Linked DNA regions of Mus musculus: region 1 is linked to region 2. A link is a contact called in public HiChIP or PLAC-seq data. All regions are on one chromosome and are shown on one strand. The core of a region is the stretch at or near the end of the contact, and the rest is flanking DNA. Distances in the headings are between cores, read along the strand shown. Region 1 overlaps Far2 (fatty acyl CoA reductase 2). Region 2 holds the start of Far2 (fatty acyl CoA reductase 2).

The links. HiChIP or PLAC-seq counts read pairs in DNA pulled down with a chosen protein or histone mark.
Region 1: an H3K4me3 HiChIP or PLAC-seq map of intestinal crypt epithelium shows a contact between it and region 2, with 5 read pairs. The contact joins the enhancer-like site here to the promoter of Far2 in region 2. A contact is called at or near these places in 1 of 39 promoter capture datasets (macrophages), 1 of 484 Hi-C or Micro-C datasets (cerebral cortex), 4 of 115 datasets of contacts at active chromatin or transcription factors (embryonic stem cells, intestinal crypt epithelium and neural progenitor cells) and 3 of 9 other capture datasets (adipose tissue, liver and pancreatic islet).

What each region holds. Positions count from the first base shown.
Region 1 is chr6:148,090,287-148,096,527 of GRCm38.p6, reverse strand. The region is part of intron 1 of Far2 (fatty acyl CoA reductase 2); the gene reads right to left. Among named protein-coding and RNA genes, the nearest start is that of Far2os1, 26 kb to the right of the region's middle. Within about 2 kb of position 3,222, at least 4 of the 459 cell types and tissues checked have an H3K27ac peak or open chromatin away from gene starts, as enhancers often do. A contact at or near this core is called in adipose tissue and intestinal crypt epithelium, where this site is marked.
Region 2 is chr6:148,045,715-148,051,985 of GRCm38.p6, reverse strand. Far2 (fatty acyl CoA reductase 2) reads right to left here and starts at 4,570. Exons shown (of 12, transcript NM_001347516.1): 1 at 4,474-4,570.

The DNA of each region.
Region 1 (6,241 bases), core at 1,973-4,472, 46 kb before region 2:
TGATAAGCACCATTATGCACAGGAGGACATGGAAGGTTTGTACATCTGTCCATCAAATGGAGAAAGTCTGAGTTGAAGAACAGATGTAAATAATATTAAAATGAATCATTTTTCCAATATTACTTGAAGGTATGGTAGAAGCGATTTCCCTTGGAAATACTATCTGGAATGTGTGTTGGTTTCTTGATTGGTAAGAAGGAAATTTATTCCTGGCTAACATTTTTTTTTAAAGTACATTAAGGGAAGATATATCTTTGAAACAAAACAAAATAAAGCAAGGCCATCAATCAAATGAACACTCAGGAGGGAGGCCTGGGTTAGTGCCAGCAGTTACACATTCATTCATTCACAAGGTGAACCCAAGGCTCTAGCATGGACTGGGCTCTTCCCACATAGGGTAAAGCCAATGTCTGACCTGATCCACCTCATTTAGGAAAGAAAGTTAGAGACTTACAGCACAAGACACACTGGTGAAGTCAACAGCAGCCTTGAAGGCAACACGTGCTGAGGACAGGATGCTGAGGGGACATGTTACTGAATGTTACTCAAATGTACCTCATAACCTTTCATTTTACTTTGTGTGAATGTGACGATTGCAAGTCATATCATGGGTGTTGTAGGTCAGAGGAAATGTTTCAGGGATCAGAGCTCTCTTTCCATCCCGTGGGTTCTAGAGCTTGAACTCAAGTTTTCAGTTGGAAGAATTACATAGGTGGCTGGAATGGCTGATGTCACTGTGCTACTTCTCAGTGTTTATGTCCGGGAGAAGAAGAAGGACCCAATGAGGTCTTGGCAGGAGTCTACACTTACTTTATGTTAAACTGAGGTTCCAATTCAGGAGGCAGAAGTGGGAAGAAGGAAGTGGTAGGAGACATTAAATCTGGGATTTTCTAGATGTCAGAGAAAGCAACCCTGGCAGTGCATGACCAGGCAGTTTCTAAAACCCCTTGGCCAGGCCTACTAGGCCTTGTAATAATTAGATAAAACCTACCTTCTGCCTTCCCTTGTTCTCCTTGACACCATGGTTTTTTTGCCATGACCAAACAAGTTTGGTTTCCTAGAAGTTCTCTTCCTAACCCCCAAATCACCACAACTTTCCTGTGCCTTCCTGTGTGGCCCCATTTCAGCACTTAAAAAACCTCTCCCAGATGGCCCTCACATTCAGGGATGACTGAGAGTCACTGATTTATCTTAGGTCCTCTTGGCCCATGGTGAGCTTGAGACACTGTGCCCCACCAGGTGTCACCACACCCATGGCAGTACAGCTTCTGTAGCAGCGCTCTGTGTAGTTACCAGCTTCTTATGCTAGTTTTCCTCTCTGTCCTTTGCTCTTCCTGGCACAAGACTTCATATACTTTCCATCCAAATGTCAGTGTGCCTTATTACCCCAAGGAAAGAGAGAAGTCATCTCAGTGTTTTGGCTTATGCCTGTAAGATCTCAAGAGAGGCTGACGTAGGAGAGTCAAGAGTTCAAAGTCAACCTGAGCTACATGTTGAGACACTGTCTCAAAAAGACTCAACAAAACTGAGGAGATGACGCATCCAATAAACTACCTGCCAAGAAAACATGACCAGAGTCCAGACCCCCAGTACACATGTAAAATCAGGGTACACATCTGTAATTTCAGCTCTGGGACATACAAACTTCAGGAGCCCTGGAGTTTGATGGCCAGCCAGGCTGGCAAATAGGTGAGCTTTAGGTTCAGGGAGAGATCCTGTCTTAGAAAATAAGGTAGAGAGATTGGGAAAAACATCCAACATTGAGTTCTGCTTCTCCACATACTTACAAACATGAGTATGTATACTTCTACACAGGTGGACATACATGAACACACGTGCACACACACACACACACACACACACACACACACACACACACACACACACACCAAAAGTATGGGAGATATTCAAGTTGGATCCCAAGGAACCTTCCATTTAACTCAGAGGCAGCAAACACTTTGATTACTGGACAGGAGCCAGAAGCCTGGAAGTGGAACCAGACCATAATTTTACTCAAGACTGTCATAGAGGACCATTATGGGAAAGTCGCATGCCCTGTGAGGCTGTAGCATGGCTCTTGGGGTCTGAGGCCGCTTGCCAGGTTGAATGCAAGCCAACTGTTAGGAAGCACCAGCAGTTTCCCAGTCCATCTCAAAGAGCTAAACACCTGTGTCAGGTAATGTTAGTGCCTCTCTTAGACACAGCGTCTTAATTGCTTTTGATGTGACACATGATGGGAACACATCAGCAGCCGAAACCAGCATGAGACAAGACCCAAAGTGCGCAGTTCAGTTCTACACAGGGGCGATGATTACGGATAACCTGAGTAGTGAGTCAGGTGGAGCGGTAGGGGAGCACCCCTTTGGGAGCAAGCTGTCTTAGAAACACGTCACTCCTAGATGGTCTACTCACTAGGAATCCCAGTAAGGAACTGGGACGCTTCAGTCAGAATGCCTGCCCCTGTTAGAGAGTCACTCCTTAGAGATGGGGTCAGTAACACCATGCCTCTGACCAAAATCAGAGTTCTCATTTTGAAAATAAGCTTTTAGCTGGGAATGGTGCTCTACTCCTGTGATCCTGGCACCTGGAAGGTGGAAACAGGGGCATCAGACATTTAAGGTCATCTTCAGCTATATACTGAATTTAAGGTAGTGTGGGTTATACAAAACCCTGTCTCAAAAACAAAACAAAACAACAACCCACCCCTCACCCCCTGGTAAACAGAATATTAAACTTTTCATACTGGGTAGTCTCCAATTGAAAAAATTTAAACATAGTATTTTCTTTTAAAGTTAGAAATAATCTCTGGGTCCTTTTAACATTAAATATCTGGATATTTAAACCACAGCCATGTGACACAGTTGTCTGGGAGTCAGGACTTCTGAGACATTGAGACCCCAAGTTTCTTTTAGCCCTTAAGGAAGCTCCCTGGTGTGAGGCCCTTCTAGGCTGGCTATGAGAACCATTTCTTTTGAGTTCAGGGGTCACATGAAGCCTTTGCTACTCTCCCGAGGGTCTTGTCTGCACCTGATCTAGCCAGACCATACTGACTACAGCAGGGAAAGCTACACATATGGATCTGGTCTGCACACCACATTCACCCTTGCTTTCCGGGTATAATCATTCAGTAATCACTGCGAAGTGGCTGCTTGTGCCTTAGAATCAGTGGGTGAAGGAGCCAATGCTTACGCAGCACACGGAGACCGGGAACTAACTAGATACAGGCTGTGCCAAGAACAGAGGGCACGCTTCATTCCTAGTCCACAGACCTCTCTGAAACTTCTGAAGACCTCTGCAAAGACTTGGGTTTTGGAAGGGACCAGCACCTTTATTATCCACACATAGTACAATGACCAGATTGTACTAGGCAAGGCACCCCAGAACCACCCATGGAGTGAATTAAGTGGGGGTTGGGAAGCGGAGGTTTTATGAACCCATTCAACCCAGAATTTCAGATTTCTTTATAGCATAATGTGATAACTATGTGTAATCACTGCAGTTGATAACAAATCCTCAGATAGTGTCTGTCAGGAAAGACCTAGTCAAAGCAGGTGGCTCGCTAGGTGCAGAACTTCATCTCACCTTGGGGTCAAAGCATCTGCTGCTCCCTCTGCCCAGAACCCATTTGGTTTTCTTTCGATTGCTTTGAGACAGTTGCATTGTAGCCCAGGCTGGTGCTCATTCTAGAAACCAGCCTGGCCTCACACTTGTTGTGGATAGCCCTGGTGCTAATTGTATTTTGATGCTAATTCCACTTCCCCAAGAGGGGTTGCCTGGGATAATGCATGAATCACATACTCAAGTGACTTCAGGAGAACGTTCCCCTAATAAATAAAGATTTCAGGGGACCAATAACTGGGTGAGGAGTAGGCAGGACTTCCAGGTCAGAGAGATGAAGTGGGGGGGGGGGGAGCAGAAGGAGGAGACTGCCCAAAGGGCAGGTGGAGACCAAAATGTAGGTAGTGGAGGCTCCCAGTTCAGGTGGCAGATCTGTTGGGATCTGCTACCGGAGGATTTAACTTAGAATGGCTTAGAGACTAGGATGCTAGTTGCTGCACCCAGTGCTTGAGTTACCTGTTAATTCTGAACTAAGTTTGTGTGGTGTTTCCCTTCACGCAGCAACTCAACTGGGTTCCAGAGAGAAAGGTACAGTGGCAAAGCGTGGCCCAAAAGGCCTTAGAAATTTGAAAGCGTGGGGCTGGCATGGCAATGGCCCTCCATGGGAACTTAACAAATTGGGTGGAGAGATTTCAGAGCTCAGGGTTAGAGAGTCTGCAAAGATGAGAACAGGCTGGCCTGCCTGATGGTGTCTGGCTGGCGTAGCATGGATTGCTTTCTTAATATTTCACGCAAAACACACTGATGGCAATGCTGCTGTCTCAGCTTCAGATGTGCATTGCTACTCTATCGAGCATATTCTCCTCAAAACACTTTCCTGGGTTGGAGATGGCTCTGAGGCGAAGATCACCTGCTGCTCTTTCAGAGGACCCAGGTTGGGTTCCTGACACCTAAATGGTGATTCACAATCATCTGTAACTTCAGTTTCAGGGTATTTGAGACCTTCTTTTGGCCTCTGCTGGCTCTGCACATGTATATATGTGATGCACATACATGCATACATACAAGAAAACCTCTTAGACACATAAAATAATAAGAAAAACTCTTGTGTTTTGTTCTGCAGATCTCAGCAGCTGAACAACACATCCTAGGCACCCCTTTTTATGTTTTATGTCCAAGTGACTCCTTAGTGTGTGTGTGTGTTAGTTCCTCCATAAAATGTGCGGGAATTTTCATTGTTTATTTTTATGACATTTTTGTCAGTGGTCTCATTGTAGTATCAATTACAATGAGAGAATAGGGTCATGTCCTCTCAGAGGGGTGGGGGGTGGTGGAGGGGGGTGGGGGGTGGGGGCCCATGTTTACACAGAGCTGTGTCTTCCTGGGAGCCATTTCCTCAAGCTGCTGTAACTCCTTCACAAGGCTGTACATTTCAAGTCCTCACAGGCCTCATGTTCTCTGAGGTTGGCTTCACACCAATTTAAGGAAAAGCCAGTGAAAAAGCACCTCCTTCAGCATCTCTCTGGGAAACCAACTCATGCCCGTGGAATTTGGTCTTTGGGTTTTAAAGTTTTACTTTGTGAGTTTCTTTGCCAGCATGTGTGCATGTATGTGTGCATGGTGCCCACAGAAGTTAGAAAAAAAAGTATCAGATCCCCTGGAACTAGAGTTACTGAAGATTGCAAGCTACCATGTGGGTGCTGGGAACTAAATCTCTGTTCTCTACAAGAGCGGCTATGCTCTTCACTGAGCTTCTCTCAAGGCTCATGTCTGTATTAGACACAGGCCAGCTTTTCATCTTCTGTCATGCCTAGTGGCCCAGGCCTTTTGCTGAGGACCTTATTCTTTGGAAATGGGGAGAGATATAAAATAGAGTTGACAGGCATCCACTGGCTGTTTATCAAATTCTCAGTTACTGATGATGCAGGACCTCTCTTTGTGGGGCTTGATGAAAGACACCACTTTACCTCTGACACTGAACTCAGAATTGTGTGCAATTTTTGAGTGACTGGTGGTTACCACACACCTTATGCAGGTGTAACCTTTGTTCCTGTACAGAGGCTCAGGTTTTTTTTTTTTTTTTTTTTTTTTTTTTTTATGTACATGGAGTAATACGGCAAGGATGAAATCTTTGATGCCCTCAGAGGAGGATCATGTTGGGATTCACAGGGTGATTTTGAGACCCTTCTCACTCATTAGGATTCAGAGAGGATATTGGTTGTTGTTCTTTGGGAAATTAGACAGATATTATGAACTGAGAGCTCCTTTATTTTATTTTATTTTATTTTATATTTTATTTTATGTGTGTTGATTTAAAGTAATGATTCCTGACTTATAGTGGTCTACAAAAATGAGCCTGGTGGTTCAAGCCTGTACTCCTAGCTACTCAGAAATCTGAGGCAGGTGAATGCCAAGTTCAGAGCCAGTCTGGCTTATTACGGAGACAATCTGAGGCCAATCTGCATAGTGTGGTGAGATCTGACTCAACAATTAAAAGGAGGGGTGGAGTGTATTTAATATTCTGGAAATATCTTCTACAGAGACTAGAACTTTTGCTGGACCTCACAGCCAGAGTTAGTCATATACCTTAAAGTCACTAAAGACAGCTAGCCTACTGTATGCTCAGACTGTTTTAACCTGATTTTAAGAGACTCACATAACAACCAAATTTTATTGCTTAGGA
Region 2 (6,271 bases), core at 3,321-5,820:
CACCCTGGGCCCAATCAGATTGCAAATGGTCCTCAAGGCTCAGATAGTCCTTGCTATCTCTGCCTTTTCCTGACAGCATTCTGCCCTGAATTCTCTCTGATTCCAATCCCTCATTCCTCCAGTCCCTTCTCCTTATTGGCTTTGTGTAGATTTTCTTTCTTAAAATATAGATCAGCAGAGCTTCTGGCTGAAAACCCTTCAATGGTCTCCACTAAAGCAGACCCAATGCTTGAGGAAGCTCTGTGGAAGAAGGGAAAAAGTCTCACACCAGAGAGAAGGGAGAGGGTTCCTAAGTTCCTCCTTAGTAGGCACAAGAGTTACAAAGGACAGCCTGGTAAGGGATAAGCTGGGTCACTTCCACAATTATCCAATTAAAGCAAGCTTTATTTAGTACTGGTCAGGAAAATGAACACTGCCCAGGTCCATACCTGGAATTCGAAGAAAATGGCCCTGATTTGAATTGATTGACAGCTCTTAGATATTTAAAAGGTAACTCAGTCAAGATTTTAATCCATCAAGTGCATGGATTTTCAAAATTAAATGATTCAAAGAAGATACCAACACAACTAAAGAAAATATTATCCAGTGACTTGCTGTTCAGTCACTGCTAGGTGTGCGGATGAGCTAGACCCAAGCACTGGTTCAGCTTAGCAAGCGTCTTCCAAGAAGTTGTCCGTGGCATTCGGTTCACAATTCCAGACTTGTACATGTAACATCTAATTAATAGCTAAAACATCAAACCCATTACTTAGCCATTTTTCATTTGATTCTTCTTATTACCAAGATATAAGGGGTCCATAGTTTGCACAACACCTTAAAGGAGCTTGATCAATACTCCTAAAACTACTTCTAAATCCTGTAGTAACTAGGATCCCTTCATACCGACACAGCGTGAAACTGTTTAAGGCGGTGGGCTCACCTGGAACTCTTATCTCACTCCATTCTCAGTCTAGTCTGGTTGACCTAGATCCTCTTGTGTAGTAGAGGATAGCCTTACCCGCCTCATCCTGCTGCTTCCACCACCTGAGTGCTGTTACTCGTATGTACCATGCATGGTTTAATGATCTCTCCTTTGCCCAAAGATAATACAGATACCTTTACGATAAATTGTCCTGCTCATGCTAGTAAAGAAACGGAGATAAAGAAAAGCTTAATGATGCGTTCAAAGAAACCCAAGGAAGCAGCTTTAAAAAAATTCTGGAGGAGAAAGCCCACTTCTACAATTATCCAGTTAAAGCAAGCTTTATTTAGTACTGGCCGGGAAGATGAACATTGCCCAGGTCCATACCTGGGATTCTTAGAAAATGACTCTGATTTTAGATCAGCCAGTGCTCATAAAGGCAAACACCACAAGGCTGTGGTACTTTCTGCTTTCTTCCAGTCCGGGGTAAGCATGCATTCTGATGTACCTCCTGCCTGTGCATCTCCATGTGATGAGGCGCATCCTGAACCGTTGAGGCAACCAACCTTGTTTATTGAAATGAAAACCAACCTTGTTTATTGAAATGAAAACATATGACTTGCTCTCTCACAAGAATCACAGACCCCCCAGTATTCCAGGAAGTTATCTGTGCTTGGGCAAGTGACAGGTTAACATTAGTCTTTACAGAGAACTCACTTGAATTAGGGTTGATATGAGGAAACTCCACTACTGAGTAAGCTCTAGAATGGGCTGTCGATTTGGGGTCAGGGGATAATGGGAACCCAGTATGAAATTATGATGTGAAGCCTCTTATTAAGATCATAGCAATGGCTCCAAGGTTAACGCTTCATGTTTTATGTTGCTCATAGACATCTAAAAAGTTATTTGAAATTCTAGCTGTGGAGCTCAGCTCAATTTTTGAGTCTGAACTTCGCAAAGCTGATCCCATGAAGACTGGCTGAAGGCATGAAATGTGGATGTTTGCATGCCAGAAAGCTGTGACCTTCTGCAAGTGTATTTCATATTCTATCCCTTTTAATCAGGTACTTAGAATGGTCTGTGAACAACACAAACATGAAATATGCATGCTTACCACTAGTAAGTGTTCCCATAGAGCCCCAGCGTCAGGTCATGCTGGTGGGAGCAAGTAGGCTGGTGGTCTCTGGTATGGTCCTCTTGCAATGATGCTTGTTAAATCTTTTGGGCCTGGAGATGCAGCTCGGCTGGGAGAAAGCTTGCCTAGTGCACAGAAGCCCTGGATTCACCCTCAGCACTGCATAAACTGGGCATGGTGATGCATGCCTTTAATGTCAGTACTCCAGAAGTAGAAGCAAGAAGGTGACTATATATATATATCTTTTTCAAGATAATTTAAGCTACATAGCAAGTTCAAGATCAGCCTGGGCTACATGACACCCTGTCAAAAAATGAATGAATGGATTGAAACATGAATTCTTAAGGCTGATCAAATGTTGCTATTCTTTTTTTTTTAAAAACATTTCATTTTTATTTATCTAAATTTCTTTATGTTATATGTATGAGTACATTGCCTGCATGCATGCACATATACTGACAATAATGCCAGGTGCCCAGACAGACCAGAAGAGGGAATACTCTAAAACTGGAGTTATGGATGGTTGTAAGCCACCACATAAGTGCTAGGAATTGAAAACTCAGGTCCTGTGCCAGAGCAGTGTGGTGGTTTGAATAAGAACGGCTTCCACAGACTCATATTTGAAATGCTTAGGGAGTGGGATTGGGAGGTATGGCCACGGAGGAAGTGTGTCGCTGAGGGTGAGCTTTGGGTTTCAAGTGTTCAAGCCAGGTCCAGTGTCACTTTCCCTTCCTGTGGCCAGACTTAGAACTCTCAGCTCCTTCACCAGCACTGTGTCTACCTGCACACTGCCATGTTTTCTGCCATGACCATAATGGACTAAACCTCTGAGCCTGAAAGCCAGCCCCAATTAAATGTTTCCCTTTATAAGAGTCGCAGTGGTCATGTATCTCTTCATAGCAATAGTAACTCTAACTCAGACAAGCAGCAAAGACTTCTAACCCCTGAACCATCTCTGCAGTCCTCAAAATGTCTATGGTCTTGAGAAACCAAAGTGATACACACAGACTTCTCAGCCCCTCTGAAGCAGTCCCTCTTCAGAAGCTGGATCATATTTTGTTTCCTTGGGGGAGTTCACCATCACCAATCCTCCCCTGATGGTGTTGATGCTGACCAGCACACTGTGACCTGCTTCTCTCTGACAGACAATTGTAGCCTAATATTACCATTTGGAGTGATGGGGGCGGGGGGGAATCCCTTGAGATAGGAGTGGAAGATGCCCTTAGAATAAAGGAAATAAAGAGTAAGACACAGGTCTTTAGAAACACTATGAACGAAATCACTGTCCTTGAAGTTTGGTCAGGAGAAACCTCTTGGTTATCTCTAGACACTGCCAAAGTCCAAGATGTGAAGTTTGCTGAAATGAATACCTGTGCAGTTTATAAGACGCCTTAAAATTTATTTAATCTCTTTGCCCTATTTTATGACTTAGAATAACTATGACCCCAAGTCAACTCTCCAGATCACATAGATGGAGAAGCAGAGAGACAAACTGTGGGGCTACAGGCTGAGTCTTACACTTCCATTTGCAATGTCAAACTCTGGAGACGGCCACAAACAAGCAGAAGCACACAACCCTATTGAGTTTCCTGCTCACTTGGTTCCTTGCTCACAAACGATGGAGCATTCACTCGGCATGACTCAAAAGGTAGCCAGAGTCTTACAGATAAAGAGATAATAATCACGATAGCTCAACAGTAGGTAAATAATGTATGGAACAAAAAGTGTTCATTATCTTACCCCAAAAGGAGACAGGAAGGAGACTGGGGTCAGGAGCCTGACAGGGGCAAGGCATTCTTAGGATGGGCATAAATTATACTGACTGCAATCTCACCCCCAGAGGTGTGTGAACAGCCTTCCTTAAGCCACCTGTCCTAGCTGGAGGCCCTGACACCTACCCCTCTTGTTCTCTTCATGATGCCCAAGTCACTGGAGGAAGTCAGAAACTTCTGATCAGGGACAGACCTATTTGGTCACTGAAGCCTACTTCACCCTGGGGTTTATGACCCTGAAGAATCTCTAAGTAAGGGTCTGGATACTCACAGCCTGAGGTGAGCTAGTGGGTAAGGGAGGACATGAAAAGGGAGCATTGTACATGTGGCCTGGAAATATATGCTGTCTCTAGGAGTAGCTCCTGAACTAGGAAGGCTTGGGTGGGACCAGCCAGATACCCCTGTACCTTGGTCCCCAGTTACTACTGAGAGGTTCCCATGTTCACCTTGCTCAGCCCTTCCCAGTTTTCCAATGGCTGTGCATCTCACCTAGCAGACTCAGAGATACCTAGAGCCTACAGGACTCTGGAGGACTGTGAGTGGCCAGGGACGCGAGGCAGGGCCACCGCTTTTCTCCTAGTGCCTGCCTGCTTTACAGCCACAGTCCTCAGGTCCCCCTAGCCTAACCTTCTGGCCTCCCCGCCCCGCTCTCTTCCTTGTGGTACCTGCTGCTTCAGTGCGGTTGACTTGCCGGCTGGTGGTCACGGTCCTCCCGGAGATGAAGGAGGCACTCGAGCTTTTCTGAACCGCGCCTCTGCTCTCCCGGCTCCCAAACGTGACTCTCTATATATCCGGCTCAGAAACTGGGTGTGGGGCGGGAGGAGCGCACCCTCCCTCCGACCTTCCTGGTCGCTGCTGGGCGCCCAGCCGAGGCCTCTGCCAGGGCGGGAGGAGTGCCGGGGCCTCGGACGCACAGGCCCCGAGGATGGCATCGCCTGGGCTTCGGGTGTGTTCCCCCTTGGTGTGCATTGTTGGGTGAGGGGAAAGTTAGCTGGGATGGCGCCCTGTCTGGAAAAGCAAAGGAAGGAGGGAGGGGAAGAGAGAGAAAGAGTCTGATTTGATTCATTGCAGGAGCGATCACTTCCTATTGCACTGGCAAAATGCACTCCAGATCCCATTTATCCATCTCTTCCGCACCACACGCCAGGTGGATGGAAGCTGCAGAGGAGCTCGGCAGGGATGCGCCAGCTCAAGGGCTTTTAAACAGTCAAGGGGTGGCAGGTGTGTGTTTTGGGGGGATGGGAGGGGGCAGGCAACAGGGAGGTTTGAGGTGTGGAGAGCAGAAACCTGATTCTTGCTATCTGATGCGCAGAGACCATGGATGCTAGGGGAGAAACAGGCAGAGGAAATCTCTGGGACTTCCCCAGGAAACGCTTTCTTTCATCTCTTGGTAGCTTTAACAATTTTATTTTATTTATATTTAGTTATTGGTAAATTTTAGACAGAAACCCTCCAGCTGCCAGGAAGTCATAGAATGATGGACCGCGGGAGAGCAAATTTCCCCCCAACCAGAGAGGAAACCTGGCCAACGCCCACCTCAGTTCTCTGCACAATGTGGAAGATAGTCTTCCAAATTTATAGTCAGTTAAGGAAAGTGGGAAGGAATATGGCCCCAAAATTATTCTGAATCTCATTATGACAGGTGATATGCACACAAAAACACCAACTTTGAATCGTGAAAAGTTGAAATTAATGAAACAAGGAACTCCATCCATTAAAAAATCTCACACTTCTCTTGAATTTGCTGATTCTGGACTCTGTTTAATTAAGTATGTTAAGGGAAGTGTAAACCAGAGATAGTCTTACATAGGTGGCTATGTAAAAGCAAGAGAAGAGAACAGGACTTGACAAACATGCAGTTACACACACACACACTCCACTGGAGAAAATATCTGAATGTGTCCTCAGACCCAAATTCTGTGAGTATACTTGAAATGATCCAGGAAAATGATGGTAACAAGATATAGAAATCTTTCACTTGCAACCCCAGCTCTTCAGTATGCTAGGCCAAGAGGGTGGCAAGTTCAAGGCCTCCCTGGGGGCTACCTGGAAAGTTCAAGAGCAGCTTGGTTAAAAATATGAAGATCCCAACTCAAAAATTAAAAATAGGGCTGAGAATGTAGTTCTGGGGTGGACGATACTCTTGCCTACCACAATGAGGCCCCAGATTCAACCCTGAATGTTGCAAAATAAAACATGCAAAAACCCCTAGTCACATAGGTAACACAAGGGTTATAACTTTTGGGAAAGTAATTTAGCAACACACTTCCTTTTTATTTTTTGAGACCCTTTGATAAAAGATTTCTATTATTAGGGCATATCCAAAAGAATGCACAAAACAAGAATTGTGTGGAGAGTTAATTGCTCACTATGGTTATTTGTAAAGTGAGAAATTAAAAGGCTCACTTTCTGAGGAGTAACCATAGGTGAATGCAGCATTATTAAAAAATAAAAGAAAAGTAA